2 separate regions of the Siniperca chuatsi genome follow, and region 1 is linked to region 2. The links are chromatin contacts, called in public Hi-C maps. All regions are on one chromosome and are shown on one strand. The core of a region is the stretch at or near the end of the contact, and the rest is flanking DNA. Distances in the headings are between cores, read along the strand shown. Region 1 has its middle 8.9 kb from the start of LOC122861483. Region 2 holds the start of fosl2 (fos-related antigen 2).

Region 1 (4,242 bases), core at 1,637-4,136, 160 kb after region 2:
GCTGGGCGGCTAACGCACAGTTGGTTTATCAGAGCTTTTTCACTGAAAACAGCTGCTTGCTGCTTGCTGCTGCTGGAGTGATGCTGATGAGCGTTGTGGGCAGTAAAAAAAACAACAACAACAACAAAACAATGAGATTAAAAATGCTAACGGGCTTTGTGGAGCTGAGGTAGCTTAACTGCAGTCAGGTGATAATTATTTGTGGGTTTGTCACTAGAAGCAACACATTACACATAGTCATTTCATCCTTTGTTATTGTGAAAATATTGATTACAGCAGCTTTATGTAATTACTTACTAAGTAATTACTTGAATTGAGTAATGAATTGATTGGCCTTTTTTACTACAAAACTACAAAAGGCATCAACACTGATAGAACTGATCATTTCCTACATATTGTTACTACAGCATCCCACTCCCACCTCTACAGTGGCCTGCAAGCTAAAACAGGAATACAAAATAATTGGTGGAGAGCTAATATGATGCAAAACGCTACCAATAAAACAACTTTGTCATTTGCTTTCGCAACTTTAGAAAGAGTCTTGTGACCGTGGTCACTTGGTCATTGCACCACACACCCGTGGTTTGTTCCCAAACAGTGTGTGGTCTACACAGTGGAGTCTTGAAAGACGAGTGAAGGCGTAGAGATGTGACTGTAAACAACATACCATTTTATATATGTAATTAACCAAAGACCCTGTTACACACATCACATGTTATGTTATTTTGTGCCAAGATGCAGTACAAATATCATGTATTACTCCACATTGTTAGTTTTTGCTATAAAATCATATTGTTTTACATAGGTGCTTTCTTAATCAGATTATTGTCCAATCAACAGTTGTATTTTTTTATGCTCATTTAAATGTGTCCAGTAAAGCAATATATAGTCATGAATCAATGGCCCTTAGTGGCCTCTGTCTATTTTCTGATTCCTCCCTCTCCTCCTGCCTTATCCTGCTTATCTTTAGTAACTCGATCCCCCCCTCATGATCCGTCGGTGGCTATTTTACAATTTGGCTAAATCCAGCTCTGAGGTAACAAGTGACACCTTCTGTTTCCATGCTTCCGGTCGCTAGGCAACCTCAGCAATTATGCCACTGCCAAGAGAGGGAAGAGAGGAAGTAGCACCCCGAGGCCCCCTGCCTGCGTTAATCTTGGCCACGGCCGGTCAGGCTTCATCCTTTGTCTAAGTGCAGTGCTTCCATACCAAGCCAGTGACGAGGGCCGCTGCAGCATGCTGTGTTCCCTACTGCTCTCATTAAATCAGCTTTCTTTCCAGGGTTACAGAGATACAGTTGTCTGGTGAGGACGTCTCTGAGGAACTCACTGGTTGCACCAACGCACTCTGCTGCCCTCTGTTGTTCTCTACAGTTTAATAATGAATAACTGTTGAACTGAAAAGGTGAAAAATTATTGTTATAATAATAATAATAGTCTTTATTTTCAGAGCACTCTTCAAAACCCAGGTTACAAAGTGCTTTACACAAGGGAGCAAATAAAAATCCCTAAAATCAAATAGAGAGGTGACAAAAGACATTAACTGGGCCGCAATCAAATAGGTGAGATAAATTCCTGTAATTTAAGAGAAAAGAAATAAAGAGACATTTCAAGTAAAATCAAGTAAAAATGTAATAGTTGATACTGATTCAGCTAGCTTTATTTCCTAACTGCTAAGGCTCTGTCCCCTCTAGTTGTAAGCTGGGACTCTGAAACAAAAGACCGTTGCCCGAGGATCTCAAGCTATATGTACAGGCTCCTGTGGGACTAAAGGTCAGAAATATAGTAAGAAGCAGGGCCACAAAGAGCTTAAAGGTAATCAATAACATCTTAAAATCAATCCATACATAAACACACTGGGCGCCAGTATAAGAAGACTGAAACAGGGTCGATGTGGTCACAACTCTTAGTTCAGGTGAGAAGCCTGGCAGCTATATACTGTGCCGTTGGAGACGCACCTGTTTATATAGAAAATCATCAATTATGAACTTATTTAGGAATCTTCTATACACATTCTTCATATCCTTCTCCCAGAAGTATTAACAGCAAAATGTACCTAAAAGTATAAAAAGTATAATTATTTATTATGCAACAGAATGGCTCCTGTCAGTGTCAGTGTATTATTATTTATTATATTATTGGAATATTGTTATTTATGCACTAACATGTCAGCAGCATTTTAATATTGTAGCTGATCAAGAGGGAGCTCATTTTTAGAACTTTATATACTGTTTGGTAGTTTAATCTATAGCAAGCCATTATATTTTATAAACTGATCATGTATCATGTAAAATCTTAATCTGTACACTCACTACAACTACAGCTGACTTATAAATGTGGTGGAGTAAAAGGAAAAATATTTCCCTCTGAAATGTCACGCAGTAGAAGTGTAAAAATTTACAATTTTTGCAATTTTAATTGTCTTTATATATTTTTTGTGATTTTCCAAACTTTTGCCCATCGCAAATCCACAGTACAAAGTCTTCTTTCTAATGTGTTTTTTATTGAATTTATCATACAGAAAATCTTTTTTTTTTCCAATAGACACTGTACCCTACAGTTATAGACCCTACTTTTTGATAAAACAACCAGCAATCAAAAATCTATTGCACTCTTTCAGGTCATCATGACCTGGTGGTGGATACACACACACACACACACACACACACACACACACACACACAGATCAACTGTGTTGACATAGTCATTGCACGCTAATTTGACTTAAACTGAAACTGACAGCAGGACATAAATCAAGGTTGTATTTCCAGAGAGAGATGCTCCATTCAGAGTTTCACCACACTTTGTTACGCAAGAATGACCATGACTGGAATAAAACTCAAATAGAAACATGCTGCAGAGGAAAATGTGCTTTTAAAGGCCAGCATTGTGTGGCTAACATCTTATGGAAAAGGTTGCACATGTATATTTAATTTCCCACCCCTGGAGAGAGATTTCTAGCAAGGTGTCACTGTAGGTAAACATTCACTTCTTGAGTTAAAACATAAAGGATTGTAGATTAAAATTGTATTGCTTTACTAATTTTTTTAATACTTTGCTGTATAAAAAACTGGAAAAATTTATTTTTTGTTCCTCAGTGTTGTCATGAGTTAAAGATAACATGGTTCAGGGCACAAGACCAACTTGCGGTCAAATAAGCTATTTTTAACAACAGTGTCAGCTGTATCAGCTGTTTAACCAGCAACTTAGATCATTTCTACTATTTTTCCTCTATAGTCATCAAAACTCTCCGGTCATCCAGGGTCTAAAACCATTACTTCATATCTTCATATGACACCTTCATGCATTTTTGTCATTACTGCAGCCCACTGTATAGTATAAAGGGATATTTCACAATGAAGAAGCACGTGTTGCCTTTTTTTTATTATTATCTATGACATATTCTCTTTTGGGTCAACACACATGGTGTTGCTTGTTACTGTAATACATCTATGACAACATATGCTGTGTTTTAATGTATTATTCATATCATATTTTGTTGTTTTTAAACATCAGAAGTTTGCATTATCCCAAAACAGAAACAAATGTGTTCGAAGGAGTAGCTTGAGATTTTGGAAAATATGTTTATTTGGTTTCTTGCAGAGAATTAGATGAGAAGGTCCATACCCCTCCCATAGACTGGGAAAAGGAGGGGCGCAGCTAGCCTGGCTGAGTCCAAAGTTCAAAAATATCAAATGAAAAATTGAGGTTTTAAGGGGAGTGAGCACAAGTATTTCTCTTCTCTAATTGAATAAGTATTTTTTCCCAAAATGTTGAAATATTCCTTTAAAACACACCAATTTTAAAAGTAACTCTACATAAAAGAGAAACACATATTGCGAAGCGTAAGTAAAGATGTTGGTCTGTTGGTTGGTCGGTCAGTCCACCACTTTGATCCAGACTGAAATATCTCAGCAACTATGAGATGGATTGCTATAAAATTTGGAACAGCCATCTATGGTTCCCAGAGGATGAATCCAACTAATTTTGGTGATCCCCTGACTAGCGTTACCATTAGGTTCACACTTTTGTGTTTTAGTGAAATGTCTCAACAATTATCAAATGGATCGCTATGGAAGTTGGTGCCCAGCAAAAGAAGCCTACTGGCAATCCCCTGACTTTCCATCGAGTGCCACCAGCAGGTCAAAGTTTTCACTTATGCAGGGAAATATCTCAATATTTACTTGATGGATTGGCATAAAATGTTACATATACATTCACTGGTCCCAGGTGATAATCACTG
Region 2 (4,160 bases), core at 120-2,619:
GCTACAGGCGCAAAGACTCCAAACATATTATTTACGCACTGATGGGAAAGATGAGAGCGACGAGAAACAGATAGTGGATCTGAAACTGACATCTGGAAACCCCAGGCTCAAATCCATTTCACCGCGAGCCGAGTCTACCGCACCGACCAGCACAGATCACCTCACATCTGTCGGTGTAACCTGTAACGTTTGAGAAGTTGTGTTGTACCGTGAGGACCGACTGAAGAATCCATGTTTATTTTTTATTCATGTGGTCAAAAATCACCACGTATTCGCCATTTGCAGCGTGCGCACCAGACAGCGCTCACGGTTGATATTTGATCAAAAAGTACACGATCCGATTGTGTGACAGCGTGTGACAGAATTCAAATGGTACGAGTCCAAAATACTTGTGCATAGATCGAGTCTTGCATCTGTTGAGTCATCGGTGCAATCTGTGCCATTGGGTTCATCCGGTTTTTTCCCAAGCGACCTGAAGAATTCCTATCAACAGCTATTGACGGGCGGAGGCGCGGTGCCACGATAAAGAAAATTTTAAAAAAAAAAGATCTACAGGACACACAACTTGTAATTTTAAGAGGTTGTGCACTTGAAATCGACTCCAAGGCAGACATTAGGGTATTATTTAAAGATAATGTCGCGGCAGTTTCCTGGTGTTACCTGGTAGCTTGAGGTAGAGATCGGACTTCCGATCGTGCTGCTGCCGCTTGTGAAGGACTCTGGCTGGGCCGGAGAGGTGCTGCTGCCGCGGGACGAGGTGTCGTAGTTCCCGGAGTAGTCCTGGTACATGATCCAGGAAAGAGGAAGATTTCAGCAGACTGTTTGAAGCACTGAAACACTTTTTTTTTAAATCCTCGCAGTGAAAAGGCACCAACAGAAAAATCCTCTGACTCGAGACGTTGTTAATTTCAGATATCCAGAGAAGAGTTGGCGAAAACACAAAGTGCAATTATGCTCCTCTAAACTAACCTAAAACATCGCGCATATATTACCAGTTTCAATAAATATTGTCTTGTTGTGTTAGCCCTGCTTGTAAAGACTATTTCTTAATGTGCCTTTATTATACTGGAGCCGCAGGTAGACCTAAACTACGCTATCATAAATCCGTCTAGGTGCGCAAACTTCAACCTAAAGTCAGTAGCACACCTTCAGCAGTCAAATCCAGTTGAGACAAGTGAACCTGTAGTTACAGTGACTCACGCAGGTTAACATTCGCTTTAAAGCCTATTGCCTGGCTAATGTTCTGAATATTTTCCGTCGCCTTGCACTCTATCTGAGCTCTTTGCTGTTCACGGAACAGTTCTAACTTTTTTTCTTTTCCTTTTCACCACACTTCCTAGAGATGACTCACTTCAATGGCACTATGAAAAACTGCAACGGCTTTTCAACACCAACGAAACAGCCTACGTCACGCCTGGGCGTTGCGACTTCATCCAGGGAGGGGTCGTTTCTGGATAAGGCAGTGAAAAAGAAGTATCCGCTGTGAGCATCGTTCGCCCGGCGGACACTGGAGATATAATCGAAAAGCAGGGAGGCAGTTAAAGTAGCTAAAACATGTCTGGAGATATTTATTTTTTGATACGGACGTCAGTGCCGGCTGTGGAGTTCACTGTGTGTCTGACTTGCTTTGGTCCATTGACGCATGTTTCCTAAAATGGGCAGTTGCGTCAGAGAGCGCGTGTGGGTTTCCTTGGTAAAGGAAGCGTCAGACACGGGAGGGATTCCCTCCCCTAGCGCACTGCACTCCGGACTCGGAGCTCTGGCGCGCGGGTCCCGGTCCGGTTACTCGTCAGTGCAGGAAAAGGAAGATATCAAAGCGTTCAACGTATAGATAAAGAGCTTAGGGGCGCGCGCTGGTTTAAAGTCGCGCGGCACACACGTGCGCGCACACACTGGGAGTGAGTTTAGAGCATCAGACGCATCTCTTGGAAGTTTTCTGTGCCAGAATGAACTCGACACCCGCATCTGTGCTCCCAGAATGCCTAAAATGTATTGACAGCAGCGAGGCCACGCGCGTGTGCCATGCCCGTTTCATTTCTGCTGCTTGAAGACACGCGAGCTTACCATCCACCGGCTCGCATCTGCCACTGTTCCTGTTAATAAAGACCACCCAACACGATTGGACATGCAGCGTTTCTGCACAATCGAGTCTTTGTGTTATTTGGCGGCGACGCATTGTGCGTAATTTGGAGAGGTGGCACGGAGCGCGAAGGGATGGCACAAAACCCAGCACGATCCCATGCAGTTGGTCAATTGAATGTGGCCCACTGGTTAGGTCTACACAAAACAGTACAGCGTGGATGCCTTCAAAGGGATCTCAGTGAAATGTGGGCTAATTGTAATTCGGACGCACCTCATAAACAAGGGCACAGCGCCCAGAATGTGACACGTTACACGATATGAAACGGCGTATTAAATATAATCCAATCTGCTATGGTTCCTATTTTAATCTGTATCACCAGAACTGGTTATGCTGAGCTCTCTCTCTCAGAGCTGTTTGCCCGCGCATCTCTCTCTGCCAGAAAGAGTCGCTCCCATCAAAAAGTTTCAGCTGCAGAGTTCAGCCGGGGAAGTTGTGTGGAGCGAAACTAATGAAGCTGCAGGGGGGTTTTCTGAGGTGACCACTCACCGCGGAGGGACTGAGTTTTTTGTGCTTGCTCATAACGTGAACACGTCAATTACTGTAGGTACTCAAGCCCTCCAATATGTCACCCTTTCCAAAGTCACTGGGTGTCATTTTCGCCGCATTGCCTTTTGACCCGTGCGGTGATCTGTAACTCCCTGCGCGCAGAGGCTTCTCCAAAGCCACTCAGAGCTCCGCTGCGTACCCGAGCTTTTGGTTACGTGAAATGGCGACAGAAAGCACGCAGATGTTTAATGCATCTTCATTTGAATGCTATTAATTCATGATTAATGTTTATCATCTGCCAACGACACCGCTTTTGAAACGGTAACGGTGTTGCTAAGCGACGCAGTTTCTGCTAAATTGCTTGGGGGGAAATCTAATCTGCCACAGTCCTATAATTAATGCTGTAATATCATTTGAGATGCACCCATCGGCGTCAATTTGGGTAACGCAGCCTGTGGCACTGTGACAGGTTGTGTTCCTATATGAGTCCAATTTTGATCTTTAAGTACATAATGAGATATCATGCAAAAAAAAAAAAAAAAAAAATTGGAATACACAACAAACAGCGTTCTGTGACGCCTGTCAGTCAGACGTTAATGCTCCAGTTTGACATTAGTTTCGTGGATGTTGATGGTAAATGACAGATTGGGGGGGGATTTATTAAAAACCTTGAGTGCCTAAGCACTGCAGCACAGAGGAACCAAGGAGACGGCCAGGTCACGTGACAGATATAGGCTCTGGGGTCAGCGTGCGCCACTGATGCGTCGGTGTCCCTCCATCACACATCATAAGGAATCAGATCCATGCAGAACATCCCATCCAGCCTGCCGTCCGCACAGGAATTATGTTCACTGACAGACTATAAGCAAGAGGCTTATGGCCGTGGCCGACGCGTTACAGGTGCTCGTGACGCAAGATGGTTGATGACCCTAATGCTGCCTTCAAGTGCCCGTCTGCTAAATCCGAATGGGGGATTGTAAATAAAGGCCAGTCACTCGTTTGGTCAAGTGCTTTTGGTTTGGAGAGTGAGAAAAACAAACACTTTCAAGTTTTGAAGGTTTTGGCGACATTTGGCCCCATGGCGCAGAGCTGTGCGCAGCGGCTGCGGCAGGCGGAGGAAAACATTTTGTTTCATTAATCTATTTGCTTGGAATGTTGTTTACAGGCAGCTCTAGACTCAATAGATTATTCAGGTTTAACGCTGACTAACGCACAGAATGCGCTTGACATCTGAAGAATACAATTATGAATCAGAATTAGAAGAATAATCACGGAGTACAAAATGCCAAACATATGTGATAAGAAAATGCCCCCCCCACTGCTCAGTGTCTAATGTTAAGCTCCACCACAGTCAGTCCTGCAGTGTCTTCCCTTTGCTGGGGACAGGAGTTTGACTATGAACATGTTTTTTTAATAGTTCACGTGTTCTATGGTGTGCAATTTATTTCATACATTTCCTTTATATATGGGCCTACATATCACACATTCTCATTAGGCCACTACCAGTGGTGGAAAGAAGCATTCACATTCA

The links. A called contact is a pair of places that touch in the nucleus more often than the background predicts.
Region 1: a contact with region 2 is called in a Hi-C map of an unstated tissue, with 4 times the contacts expected there. The contact joins the enhancer-like site here to the promoter of fosl2 in region 2. A contact is called at or near these places in 2 of 3 Hi-C or Micro-C datasets (skeletal muscle and an unstated tissue).

What each region holds. Positions count from the first base shown.
Region 1 is chrLG15:6,676,080-6,680,321 of ASM2008510v1, forward strand. No RefSeq gene overlaps it. Among protein-coding and RNA genes, the nearest start is that of LOC122861483, 8.9 kb to the right of the region's middle. Within about 2 kb of position 2,887, the one cell type or tissue checked has an H3K27ac peak away from gene starts, as active enhancers do.
Region 2 is chrLG15:6,517,393-6,521,552 of ASM2008510v1, forward strand. It overlaps fosl2 (fos-related antigen 2), which reads right to left and starts at 1,370. Exons shown (of 4, transcript XM_044165928.1): 1 at 661-1,370. The coding sequence starts at 789.